Regions from separate parts of the Sus scrofa genome. Here regions 2 and 3 are each linked to region 1. A link is a contact called in public Hi-C and promoter capture Hi-C data. All regions are on one chromosome and are shown on one strand. The core of a region is the stretch at or near the end of the contact, and the rest is flanking DNA. Distances in the headings are between cores, read along the strand shown. Region 1 holds the start of TRIB2 (tribbles homolog 2). Region 2 has its middle 270 kb from the start of TRIB2. Region 3 overlaps LOC106509907 (a long non-coding RNA gene).

Evidence for each region. Promoter capture Hi-C pulls out the DNA fragments that hold promoters and counts their contacts. A called contact is a pair of places that touch in the nucleus more often than the background predicts.
Region 2: a promoter capture Hi-C map of liver shows a contact between it and region 1, with 10 times the contacts expected there. The contact joins the enhancer-like site here to the promoter of TRIB2 in region 1. A contact is called at or near these places in 1 of 5 promoter capture datasets (liver), 4 of 47 Hi-C or Micro-C datasets (alveolar macrophages, liver, skeletal muscle and 1 more) and 1 of 2 datasets of contacts at active chromatin or transcription factors (skeletal muscle).
Region 3: a Hi-C map of skeletal muscle shows a contact between it and region 1, with 8 times the contacts expected there. The contact joins the enhancer-like site here to the promoter of TRIB2 in region 1. A contact is called at or near these places in 1 of 5 promoter capture datasets (liver), 9 of 47 Hi-C or Micro-C datasets (embryonic fibroblasts, epiblast stem cells, fetal heart ventricle and 5 more) and 1 of 2 datasets of contacts at active chromatin or transcription factors (skeletal muscle).

Annotation. Positions count from the first base shown.
Region 1 is chr3:124,193,849-124,197,669 of Sscrofa11.1, forward strand. It overlaps TRIB2 (tribbles homolog 2), which reads right to left and starts at 2,405. Exons shown (of 4, transcript XM_021087824.1): 1 at 2,292-2,405; 2 at 738-1,689. The coding sequence starts at 1,007.
Region 2 is chr3:124,467,799-124,471,955 of Sscrofa11.1, forward strand. No RefSeq gene overlaps it. Among named protein-coding and RNA genes, the nearest start is that of TRIB2, 270 kb to the left of the region's middle. Within about 2 kb of position 2,338, at least 6 of the 83 cell types and tissues checked have an H3K27ac peak or open chromatin away from gene starts, as enhancers often do. A contact at or near this core is called in liver, where this site is marked.
Region 3 is chr3:124,701,200-124,705,348 of Sscrofa11.1, forward strand. The region is part of intron 2 of LOC106509907 (a long non-coding RNA gene); the gene reads right to left. Among named protein-coding and RNA genes, the nearest start is that of LPIN1, 300 kb to the right of the region's middle. Within about 2 kb of position 2,747, at least 1 of the 83 cell types and tissues checked has an H3K27ac peak or open chromatin away from gene starts, as enhancers often do. A contact at or near this core is called in skeletal muscle, where this site is marked.

The DNA of each region.
Region 1 (3,821 bases), core at 1,155-3,654:
GCGAGGGGGGTTCGGGCTCGGAGATCTGGAGATAAGAAACGGCGATAAGCGGAAAAAGACCCCAAGGATTTACTATTTCCTACACCCAAAGGTGAGCCCCGGGGGTCTTCTGACTTCCACTCCCAACCCAGCTTTCCCTGCTCCAAGCAGAAAGAAGCTCTTTGTAAACTCCCTCCCCGCGCTGGGCCCCTGGGCTCAGCAGGAGGGGACACCTTTGTGTGTCTTGTTTAAAGGGCACCTACGGAACAAAGGTTCAACACCTGCACGCTGCTAAGAACAATGGCTGCGAAAAGAACCGAGTCATCAGTGCCTTAAAATGAGCGGGGGATTCCCTGCTCCGCGTGGGAAGGGGAGGGGGCTAGACCCAGGGAGAAATCCCGGAGCCGCGGGACCTGGCTCGCGCAGACTAGCTCCACGAGCCTTTAGGAGCACGCGTGGCCGTGGCCCCCGCGCAATCCCGCCGTCCTCCCTGCCGCGGGCTCTCCCCCCAAACGCCCCCGCCGCTGGCTGCCCCATTGTCTGAATCGCTCTAAAAACTTCCCAACTAGTCGAACATGAACAAATAAATAAATAACCCCATTTAACGAGGGACCACGGATAATTATCCCACGAATCTCCCTCCCCCGAACTGCAGGGCTTGGCGATCTCCCGCCCCTTCCAAAAGGCCGGGGAAATCTTTTTTAAAGACAAAAAAAAAAAAAAAAAAAAAAAGCAAAAGCAAACCCCGGGCTCTTTACCTTGCACACCAGCTCCTCTCCAGTGTGCAGATGCACGGCACGAAAAACGTGGTCTCCCTCCAGAGGTTCCAACAATAAGTATTTCCCGATGCAAGAAACGCAATGCGACAAGTTCGGAGTCTCGGGCGGGCTCGGGGAGCCGAGGTTCGGGCTAAAACTCTGGCTGGGTTCGGCGGACCTTATAGACGACAACTCTTCGAAATCCTGGGTTTTGTTCCGCGATCTCCCATATCTTGCTATTGTGATGGGGGTAGACCTGTGTATGTTCATGAGTGTGGGGATCGCACTCGACAAACAAAAAAACCCGCTGGAGAGACGAGTCGCTGGCGAGTGCGGCTGCAGGCGCCTCCGTGCCACAGATTTTAAAAGGAAACGAGAGGGGAGGGGATGGGAAGGGGGCTACGTGGAGAAAGAGTTAGAAGCCCCCAGATGGGCGCCGCCGGGCACCTTGTCTGCTCCGAGCCCGGCTCCCGGGGGTCCTCGGTCGGAAGCAACTCGGGTCCTTTTGTTACCCCACAGCAGCTAGCGATTCGCAGAATCTTCGCACTTTTAGTTTCTCTCTCTTTCTCTTTTCCAACGTGGGTCTAGACCAGTAACCAGATTGCTAAGGTGGGGGAGCTGCAGCGCCGGGTCACCCGAAGCGATCCCCACGCAGGCTTCCGAGTCGCAAACCGGGCGGAGGAGCCCTGCTGTAGTTTGTGCAATCTTCGGGGAGCGCGCAGCGGCGGCTTGGTCTCAGCGCGTTAGAAACCAAACAAAAAGGAAATAAGCACGGGTACCGGCTCACGCCGCACCGCAAACAGAATCCGCGCTGCACCCCCTTTTTTGGTGGAAAGGGTGGGGGGCGTGGAAGGGGGGGTGCCGGAGAGGGTAGTTACCTACGTTTTAACTGTAGGTGGCGTCTGAGGCTTTTCCAAGATCTCAAGAGCTCTCCAAAATTTAAACAAACAGACTGGAAAAAAAAAAAAAAAATAGCAAGGGAGCATTTAACTTAGAGCGGTCAGCGCTGCCAACAAAAGATTGCAAAAGCTAGGCAAGGAGTTGCGGGCCGGGCGCAGGTACCGCAACAAAGCCCAGGGCTTGGCCCGCCGGGCGGAGGTCAGCACCGGCTCATGCTGTCGCTGCTCGCTCGCGCTCCAGATCGTCCTCCGAATAAAGCGAGAAGTGTACGCAGAGACGAGGGTGGATCAATGGTCTCCGATTTCCCCCGCACGAGCTTTCGGGGGTGGTGGGGGGGTGTCCTCCCGGCACTGGAAGGGGATGCACCCCCAGCCCAGTCAACTGGCGCCGTTCCTCTCTCGCTGGATCACTGGATCTTGCCTTAGAATAATGTGCCACCAGTCCGTCTCCCCCTACCCTCAACCCAAATTGCCTGGCGGGGTTTGTTTGGAGAAAACTGATGGCTTTTCCTCTTCTTAATTTTGGTCTTCCCCCTCCCGGAGGTAAGAGGAACGTGTATTTAAAATTCAAAGGGACGGCCGAAGGTGCCCGAGGCCAATCCCCGAGCTCAGCACGCCCGCATCTCTGGGCGAGACGGTATTAATAGTTACTTACGTGGCCGGGGATCTCGGAGCAAGCCGGGCCGTGTGTGCGCGTGTGTGCGCGCGCGCGCCTCGCTCGCGCTCGGTCTCCCCATTCAATGTCACCGACACATTTCTACAAAGCCTCCGCCCCCCCATCCCCGTCTCCCCCTGCGGCACCAGCGACTGGCTCAGCCCAGAGCCGGTCCCGCCCCGCCCCCGCCTGGGCCCCCCTCATTGAGCCGGGGGCCCATCAATCAACCTCACCGCTGCCAGTCCCTGGGCAGCTCCCGGCGCCCTCCGGCCGCTGCCACTACTGTGGCAGCTCCCGGCCCCCGGCTCGGGCGCTAGCTTTCCCACTCGGTGGCTCGGCCGGGGAGAGGTAAACAAAATGTAATATCCATCCGCCGCCCGGGGGTGGGGAGTGAGCGCACCCGCCGCTGGGAGGGAGGGTCCCCGCGCCGCCGCAGGCCTCCTCGGACTCCACGCCCTGCTGCAGGCGGCTGGGCAGGAGTCGCGGGACCACAAGTACCCAGGCAGCTCCAGCAGTGCCTAGTGTACTCCCTTCTCCCTAGTTCATCTTCCTGGAGCTTTTCCCCAGAAAGCCGGGCATCCTCCGAGCATCAGGACACCGCTGTTCAGATGGTGCCCCGAGCGATAAGCTTGCTCTGTTGAAAATGCGCTTGCATCCGTGGTGCTGCCTGGAGTTTTAAAAATTAGTTTCATTATCTTTTCCCAGCCATCTCCTCCCCATTAAAAAAGAAACAATTGCTGGCTTTTAGTTGGTGTCACCCTCCATTCCCCCCCCCCAAGAAAGCTTTGAGTATTTTTCAGCAGAAGAGCAGCCGAAGGCAACTTTTAACTCAGACCAAAAGACCCAGTGTAATCACTAATTCTTTGTCTCCCAAGACAGTGCCCAGAGGGCCCAGAGAAACAAACCTCAGCGCCCGCACCTCCTGCAAGGCTTCTGGCCGGAAGCCAGAGCCCTCTTCTCCTGGCGCCCCTCCCCCAACACACACGTGGACCACAAAGGCATTCAGTCCTGAGACTCAGCTGAGGGATGCCTTTTCATTCCAGTTATTCTCAGCTTCCCCAGGAGGGGCCAGGCCGCTGGCTTAGGCAGAAACCCACCACCCGAAAGGGGCTTGAATTCAGGCAGAGGCTTGGACCTCCAGACCTTCGCCAAGTGTATCCTGGTACATCAAGCCATCTGGTTGGGAAACAGACTTAAAAAATAGTCAAGGGCCTGGGAAAGGGGAGTTTGGAAGATTCTTGGAGGCCTCCGAGTTTTTACATGCGTGTTGGCCTATTATCTAGTTGGAGAGGGGAAGGGGACCATGTAATGTGCTGCCTACATTGGGACACTTTTGAGTCAAAAAGAGAGCTCTGAATAATTATGCCCACAGACCATATTTACAACTTACAATTATGCACAAACAAATCACTCCAGAGATGAGGAGCTCCTGGGAGATTGGCCAGAGAGGACACCACAAGGCCACAGGGTTTGAAAAGAAGCTCAAGAAGTGGCCCCAGGCCTCCTGGCACACCTCACGGTCCTCCTCCT
Region 2 (4,157 bases), core at 1,088-3,587, 270 kb after region 1:
CTTGCTAATGAAATGAGAGAAGTAAAGTTTGTCACTTCTGAAAGGTAAATCAAAAGCAGGTGAATTATTCAACATTTCTTCACTGTCTCGATTATCATGGAAATTTGTGCCAAGGTGGACCACACTTCAGCCTGGGTACCTGAGTAACTACGATTAGCAGAGCTTCTGCCATCTCTGGGTTGAGCGTCCCTTAGGGTTTGTATGTTACAGCAGCATAACCTGGCCAACATCTCAACATGTAGATGGGGAAGAAAATCTAGAGGGTCATTCACTGACTCTATTTAACTTTAGCCCGGAAATGACACATATCACTTTTGCTCTCAATCTGTTGGCTAGAAGTAGTCTTGTGGTCCCACCAAATTAATAGAAAAAGCAAAGAAGAGCACAGGGGTACTCAATAAATGTGTCCATCGTATACTTGCTAATAGTTACATGAACTGTACAAATTAATTATTTGAACTTTGTTTCTTCTTTCAGATAAATGGAGATCTAGATATCCACTTTATGCAGTTGTGGTAAAGATTTGATTAGAAAATAAATGTAAAAGAATTATCATATGGTACATCCTCTAGCATGGAGTTATCTACGTTTATTGGTTTTATAAATCAGCGGTTCTTAAGGAGTATGGAGCATGGCTTTCAGATTACAAACACCTGATATTATAAGTGAAATTTTGAGAAAGTATGAATACATGTGGTTTTTTGGTGGCGTGTCATTGCTTTCCACCAGATTTTCAGAGAGATGTTGGGCCCAACATGTTAAGAATCAAATGATTTTCTTCCCTTAAAAACAAAACAAAATAAATCACAAAACCAAGTCATAGACTCCAGACAATGGTCTCTCTGGTTCTCTACTTTCTAGAGGAGTCAGGCTCATCCAGCTCACAGTAAGTGCCACATGCCCCCTGCATTTGTGCCTGAGTTCATCTGTCTTGCTTGGAAGTCACCCATTTTTGACTGGTCGCAGCTCCCTCTCCATCAGGCTTTGTGACCTGAGCTTCCCAAGTTTTTCCTCCTGCTTTAATAAGGCCTTCTCCTCCTGACTCTTGAGTTACAGCTCTGCTACTGGGGAAAACCACTGCAATCAATGAACTCAGTCATCTCCACACATTATGTTTCTTCCATTTGATTTGATATTCCTGAGTGACAGCACCCAGCAAAATAAAATTGCTCAGTTCTGTCAGGAGATCAGAGAGCTGGTTGCATTTTTTAAAAAATTCTTTTTCCCCCCAGTTAAATCCCCTACGTCAATTCTAGCTACAATTTGTCAGATTCTGAGACCTTGAATACCTTTCTTCAAGGCAATTGCAATTAAGAGAAATCACTTCTTATTAGAGCTAGAAGGGTCTGTTCTTAGTTAAAGGCCATTATTCCTCATTCAGACTCCTTCTGGGAGTTTTAAGTCATTATGTGGAGGAGTTTTTTGCCTTTAACCTTGAAATCATGTGGATTATTTAATTCTTAATGAAATCATGTCATATGCATACCCCTTTGATCTTAAAATGAATTAATTTGATCTGTTTTCAGCTTCCCCTGATCATTCTGAAAAACTTGGCAGAGAATCCATGTACACTGCAGGTTCAGGCCCAGAAGAAATGAAAATTATTTTCTGGTTTTCCAAGTTTTGGTGCTTATTCTAGCGTCATTTCTATGTAGGTAAGACCAGTGATCTTTTAGTGAATGTATTTCTCTTATTTGCTCAGGTACAAATCCCTGTACAGGAAAGATAATCTCTTTACTGTGTTTGGTAAGCCAAAATGTATTGCTCATGAGCTCCAGGCATTCTTTTAAGCTACAGGAGCAATATCTTGGTAAAAGAACCTCCAGCTGACCTGTATGCAATCTCATCTTTGAACTTACTTGTTGGACCAGGGGTTAGTAAAAGTTACTGTAAAGTGACTTGGCTGATGATTATGTCAGATAACCATATGAAAGCATCTAGCATATAGTAGTTATTTCCTAAATGTTCTGAGGGAACATTATATGGCAGGTCTATACTCTATCTCCCCAGGGGTCTATGGCAACCACCTTAATTCAGAGCCTCTGTTTCTGTTCATCCAATTCAAGCCTACACTTGTTTTTATCCTTGTTTTTTCTATTTTTATGACTTTGACCAAGAAGTACAATCTCTAAAAAGATGTAATGTTACAGATTAGGGACAAAGTTTAACGTTAAATCTTTTATTAAATGGCCCAGTTTTGTCATTTACTAGGTGCGTACCTTTTGCAAGTTACTTACCACATGTAAAGCTTTGGTTTCTCTCTTCTGTATAACAAAGATAAGAATCCTATTTTTCTCTTCGTTTTGTCAGGATTATGTAAGTGTACAGTTCACTCTTGAATGACCCCAGGGCTAGAGGCACCAACCCCCCCATCCAATCAAAATCTATGTTTACCTTTAGTTGTTCCTCCCTTCCTAGCTGCAGTTGCTCCATATCTATGGTCCTCCCGTTTCCACATCTGCTGATTTAATCAATCCTAGATCAGGAAGGACTGCAGTGTTTACTATCGAAAAAAAAATCCACCGCATAAATGGACTCATGCAGTTCAAACTTGTGTTGTTTGAGGGCCAGTTGTATTTCTAAGTATCACTTAGAAGCCTTATTGGATGGTAACTGCCCTTTACATTTAAGTTGTCATTAGTATTAAAGGAAGCGCTCAATCCGTATTATTATTAGTACTCTTCTAATGGGAAAGAATAGGTGAAAGATAAAAGAGAATAAAGACAAAGGCATGGAAAATAGTTAGGAGAGATAACCCTCTACTTTCAAAGACACAAATATCTCTAGGCTCAAAAAACTGTTATGGAGTTTTGGAAAATCCAATTAAAAAAAAAAAGAAATAGGAGTTCCCTGGTGGTTCAGCAGGTTAAGGATCTGGTGTTGTTAACTCTTATAGCGCAGGTGGCTGCTATGGCATGGTTCCAATCCTTGCCCCTGGAACTTCCACATGCCATGGATGCAGCCAAAAAGAAAAAAAAATAAAAAGAGTGAAAATCTAACTGTATTTCAGTTTTTAACACAATCAAAGAAATTAAATAATTGAAGTAATTAGACATAGTACTATGAATGTCCATTTATAGTATGACATTATTTAAGGCCAAAAAAATACAGAAAATTAATTTTTACTTGGTAGGTTTATTGTTCATATTAAGACTGATATTAAAAATCAGAAGTATTTATTTCTCTTATAGATAAGCAAATAAGGAAGCATACTGATATTATTAAAAGCCAAGATTTTTGCTGCAGGAGAAATGAAATAAAAACATAAAAGAAATTAAGGAAAACTGTGTGATGTAAAATTTGAATTGGAAATTTTGGTATAAAGTTGAGATTTAAATATATAAATATTTCCTAGCTTTTCTACTGAAAGGGCTTAGAACCAGGGAGGCCACAGAAGCCATGAGCATATGTGGCACCCCGTTCTTTGTTTCTCAATGCCAGGGAGTCAGACTTCCCTAAGAATGACTAATTCCAGATCTGAGACAGGGAAAGGCCACAGTAAATCTGCAACATCATGTACCTGAAGGTAAAAAAAAGTGCTCAAAGCCTAGGGGGCCATGAATAAAGGGTACAGGAGTGGGGCTAGCATTTTGATTTCAAAATATTACTAAGGATGCTTTATCTTGTTTACTTCTAATCCTTGGTTATGTCGCCCCAAACAAGACTCTGCTACTCTGATAAGCATATGGCCACCTTGCCTAGGAGAGATACAAAGTGGTGAGCTGAGAACATTCCAGAATAATGACATAACCCTGAATGACTTAACCCAAATGATGTAACGCAGTGATGTCACTTTGAACTAATGGAACATGAAGCATATGGTAACTTTCAGGCATATACTAACTAGCACAAAATTCAGCATTGCCACACACCCCTGACCACCTTCCAGCTACTTTCAATGAAAAATCCTTGCACTCGGTTTGTGACTTTCCAGAAAAGATCAGAATATCAGCAGGCAGAGGATACTTCATGGTGGGCATGGGAGAGAGCAAAACACTGAACAATTAGGGGATTGGGTCATGGATTCCTTAACCACATTTTAATTTTGCTTTAAGCCACTTAACTTTTTAAGGAGATAAAGCTTTAATTTGTAAATATTTTAAAAAGTGTTTTGTATGGTTTCTTAATTCTTCCTCTTCGTTCTATAGCTGAAGAAT
Region 3 (4,149 bases), core at 1,497-3,996, 510 kb after region 1:
GGTCCCTTCGAGTCCTAAAACATGTTTCTATTGCATTCTTATGCTGCTGAGCAGGAATACAGACATAATCAGAGTAAATCCGACAGTGGTTCTAGCACAGAGACACAGCTGGCACACGAAAGAATCCTTGTTTGCCAAAATGACTCCTCTCTATCAAAGCATGTGACACATTACCTATACACAAAAAGTCCTCAATAAATTCTTGCCAAATGGATGAATAAGTAAATAAATAAGAGAGTGCAAGAGTGAACAAGTGTAGGAATAACTCTTCCTTTTGGGAAAATTTCCCAAACTGAACAAACCATTCAGTGTGAAAGCCTCACCACTCTTCAGAGTAAGAACCACCAGCCCATACTAAGTCCCAGGTAAGCAGCTTCTTTATACAGTCTCTTTCTTCACTTTCTCAACAACTTTTTGGATTAAGATGGGATTTGCCCCCATTTTATGAGTTCGGAAGTGGAAGAAGAGAATGGTGAAGTGTCTTATCCAAGAATTAAACCGCTGATTTGGCAGAGTTTGAATCCAGCTAAGTGCATTCTCTGTTTAGTGATGCAGCTCTTAGGAAAGCTGTAAACTCAAAACCCTTCCACCAAAAGTGCTCCTCTTGTACTTTCATTTTTTCATTCACATTTCAACTGTCTACCAGTCACTTAGTCTAGAAACCAGAACATCAACTGAGACTCTATACTTGCCCCCACTGCCTTTTATTTCCAGTGAATTACCAATAGTCACCAATCCTCCCTCCTAAAAAATCTCAAATATTTCCTCCATCTCCATTCTGCACGCTACTCCCTTCACTTAGCCCACTGTCTTCTTATCCTCATCTAATTTAATTGCCTTATAACTGGTGTTGAGCACTCCAGCCCCTGTCATCTTTTTTTTTTTTTTTTTTTTTTTGGTCTTTTTAAGACTGCACCTGAGGCACATGGAAGTTCCAGGCTAGGGGTAGAATTGGAGCTACAGCTGCTGTCCTACACCACAGCCACAGCAACACAGGATCCGAGCCATGTCTGCAACTCACACCACAGCTCAGGCCAATGCCAGATCCTTAACCCACTGAGTGAGGCCAAGGATCAAACCTGCATCGTGAATGCTAGCTGGGTTCATTACTGCTGAGCCACAGTAGGAACTCCCCAACCACTGTCATCTTAAATCCATCCTCCAAAGAGCAGCCACATTGGTCTTCATGGGACACATGGATGACCACCTCAGTCACCTGCTTCCGTTTCCTCAATCCCTCGTTAGAAAAATACACATAACATATGAAGCCCATTGTTTTCTGATCCATCCAATTTGTCTATCACACAGCGCTTAACCATAGGTCAACACTGTGTGTCAAGAAATGTTCTAAATGCTTTCCATCCAATGACTCTCACAATCCCACAACAAAGCTATGCTGTAGTTGCCGTATTACACTGGGAAATCTGTCGAAGAAGCTATGTGGCTGCTCAACTACTCTTTCCAATGCCGAGCACAGGACCCGCTCCATAGTAGATATTCAGGGAACATTTGCTAGAGGAGCAGATAGATGGGTGGACAAATATAGAATGAGATAAAGGTGTCTAATGCTGATCTTAAAAATAAACTAAAATAAGAGGCGACAGCAACACCAGGCCCAACTAACCAGTACGCTGTGCTCTTCCTCTCTTCCAGTTTGAAATCTCTAAGTCAATCATATTTTCACCAGACTGGTTGAAATACAGCTTCATTAAAAACTTAGGAAGTTAAAAATGATCAACAAAGGTGAAAATGCAAAATTTTGCTTGTTCTCCCCTTTCCCAAAATCTTGTGAAATCTTGCCAAGCAACCCAATGAGACGACCACAGTCAGTCATGAATCTGTGTGTGCAGGCATTTGAACTCAACCAAGACTGGGGAAAAAATTGACTTACCATAAAGAGGAGCTGTTTCTAGAATCTTTCAGTAAGGGAGCTGATTTGCATTTTCCTTTCAACATGAACTGATTTTAAGTGGGAGAAAAATCAACTTCTGTTTTGTACTCTAATGGGAGGATAAAAGTTATACAACCGTGTATTCCACTGATTAGAAATTCCTGCTCATTTTCTGCTGCCTGCTAGCCATTTGGTAGCATTTTAATTTAACTTTCCACTTGCATGTTTCCCATTAATATTTATGAAATGATTACTAGCTACAGCTCAGTCTTAAAAAACTGGATTTGAAGCGTTCGGCAAAATACATTTAGTTGTGAACAAATAATGCTATAACAAGCTGTTAGGGGCCTTTCATTTCTTAATGCACCTCTTTTTTTCCTAAAGCTAAGATAATTAAAAAGCAATGGGGGCCTAATAGGCAGGTAAAAATTTTAATAATTACATAAAACACAGTACATTGTAGGAATCCTTAGACTAAGTCTAATTTCTGACTTGGAGTAGAATCGGCAGAGTCTTAAAAGCTCGTTAGATAAAGACAAAGCTTTAGTCCCAGAATCTGCATGAACATCATAATAACAACTAGGATGCTTAAGGACCTTTATACTTGAAAAGTTCTTTTTTACATTTTTTAAATTTTAACCTCACAACCACTCCATAAGAGGGGTGTTATCATTTTTGTTTTACAAATTAGAGATTTTAGGTTTAGGTTTAAGTGCTGTTCTTTATTTCATAAAAACTGTCTGAAAGGCAGCCCCATGCCAAACTCTGCATCAGTTCTTTCATCTAGAGGGTACCCATTGGAGCCTGTCCATCCAGGAGCTCATGGTCTCTGCAGGAGCAAGGCGCTCCGGTAAAACAGATCACGCCAATGTGGTTACGGCAAAAACTGACTACAGCGGAGGTCTGTGCCAGGTACAGTATAAAACCAAAGAGGAACTAATCAAAACCAAAATGGGGAGCAAGAAGAGGGGTCCTGAAAAGTTAAGAAAGTTTTGAAACTAAATCCTAGGGATGATTAAGTCAATAACAGCTCAAAGGCATACAGCGTTTATCTGGAAACTGCACACTGCTTGATTCAGGACTGCTGAGAGCCAGTTAAGAGAGGCTGCTTGGAAAAGGAGGCATGAACTAGATCCCAAGGCGTTCAAGTTTCATTTTATTTTTAGCTGATGAGGAGTCATTTAAAAAAAAAATTCAAGTGGATCAGTGAAATGACAGAATACGTGGGCTGGGTATGTTGTTCAGCAACAAGAATTGACTAAATCAGAGAGTGAGAGACCAGAGGCTGGGAGACCAGGTAGAAGTTCAGGACAAGAATGACAAGAGCTTGAACTTGGCTGTGGGGCAGGGACAGTGGGGATGAAAATCAAACTGCCAGAAAGAGGCTAAACCCATTATTGGACCAAATTCTGTGTCCCCAAATGCCATGCCCTGTACACCACACCACACTTTTTCCTTCTATTTTAAAGTATAGTTGATTTGCAGTATTGCCTTAGTTTCAGATGTACAGCACAGTGGTTCAGTTATACACATGTGTTCACTTAAACTTACACATATATATTCTTTTTCAGATTTTTTTCCCATACAGGTTATTACAAAATATTGAGTAGTTGTCTGTGCTATACAGTAGGTCCTTGTTGGTAACCTATTGTATATACAGTAGTACATGTGTGTTCATCCCAAACTCCTAATTTATCCCCTCTCCTTTCCCCTTTAGGAACCACGAGTTTGTTTTTTATGCCTGTGGTTCTCTATCCATTTTATAAAGTTCATTTTTATCTTTTTTTAAGATTCCACATATAAGTGATATCATATGGTATTTGTCTTTCTCTTTTTGACTTATTTCACTTAGTATTATAATCTCTAGGTCCATCCTCTGTTTCTGCAAACAATATTGCTTCATTTTTTTTTATGGCTGAGTAATAGTCCACTGTATATATGTACCACATCTTCTTTATCCAATCCTCTGTTGATGGACATCTAAGTCACTTCCATGTCTTGGTGATAGTGCTGCTATGAACATCAGGGTACATGTATCTTTAAAAGACAGGCTCGGGAGTTCCCACTATGGCTTGGCAGGTTAAGAACCCAAGTAGTATCCAGGAGGATTTGGGTTTGATCCCTGGCCTCACTCAGTGTGTTCTGAATCTGGCAGTGCCACAAGCTGCAGGATAGGTCATAGGTGTGTCTCAGATCTTGAGTTGCTGTATCTGTGGCCTAGACTGGCAGCTGCAGCTCCAATTCAACCCCCAGCTGGG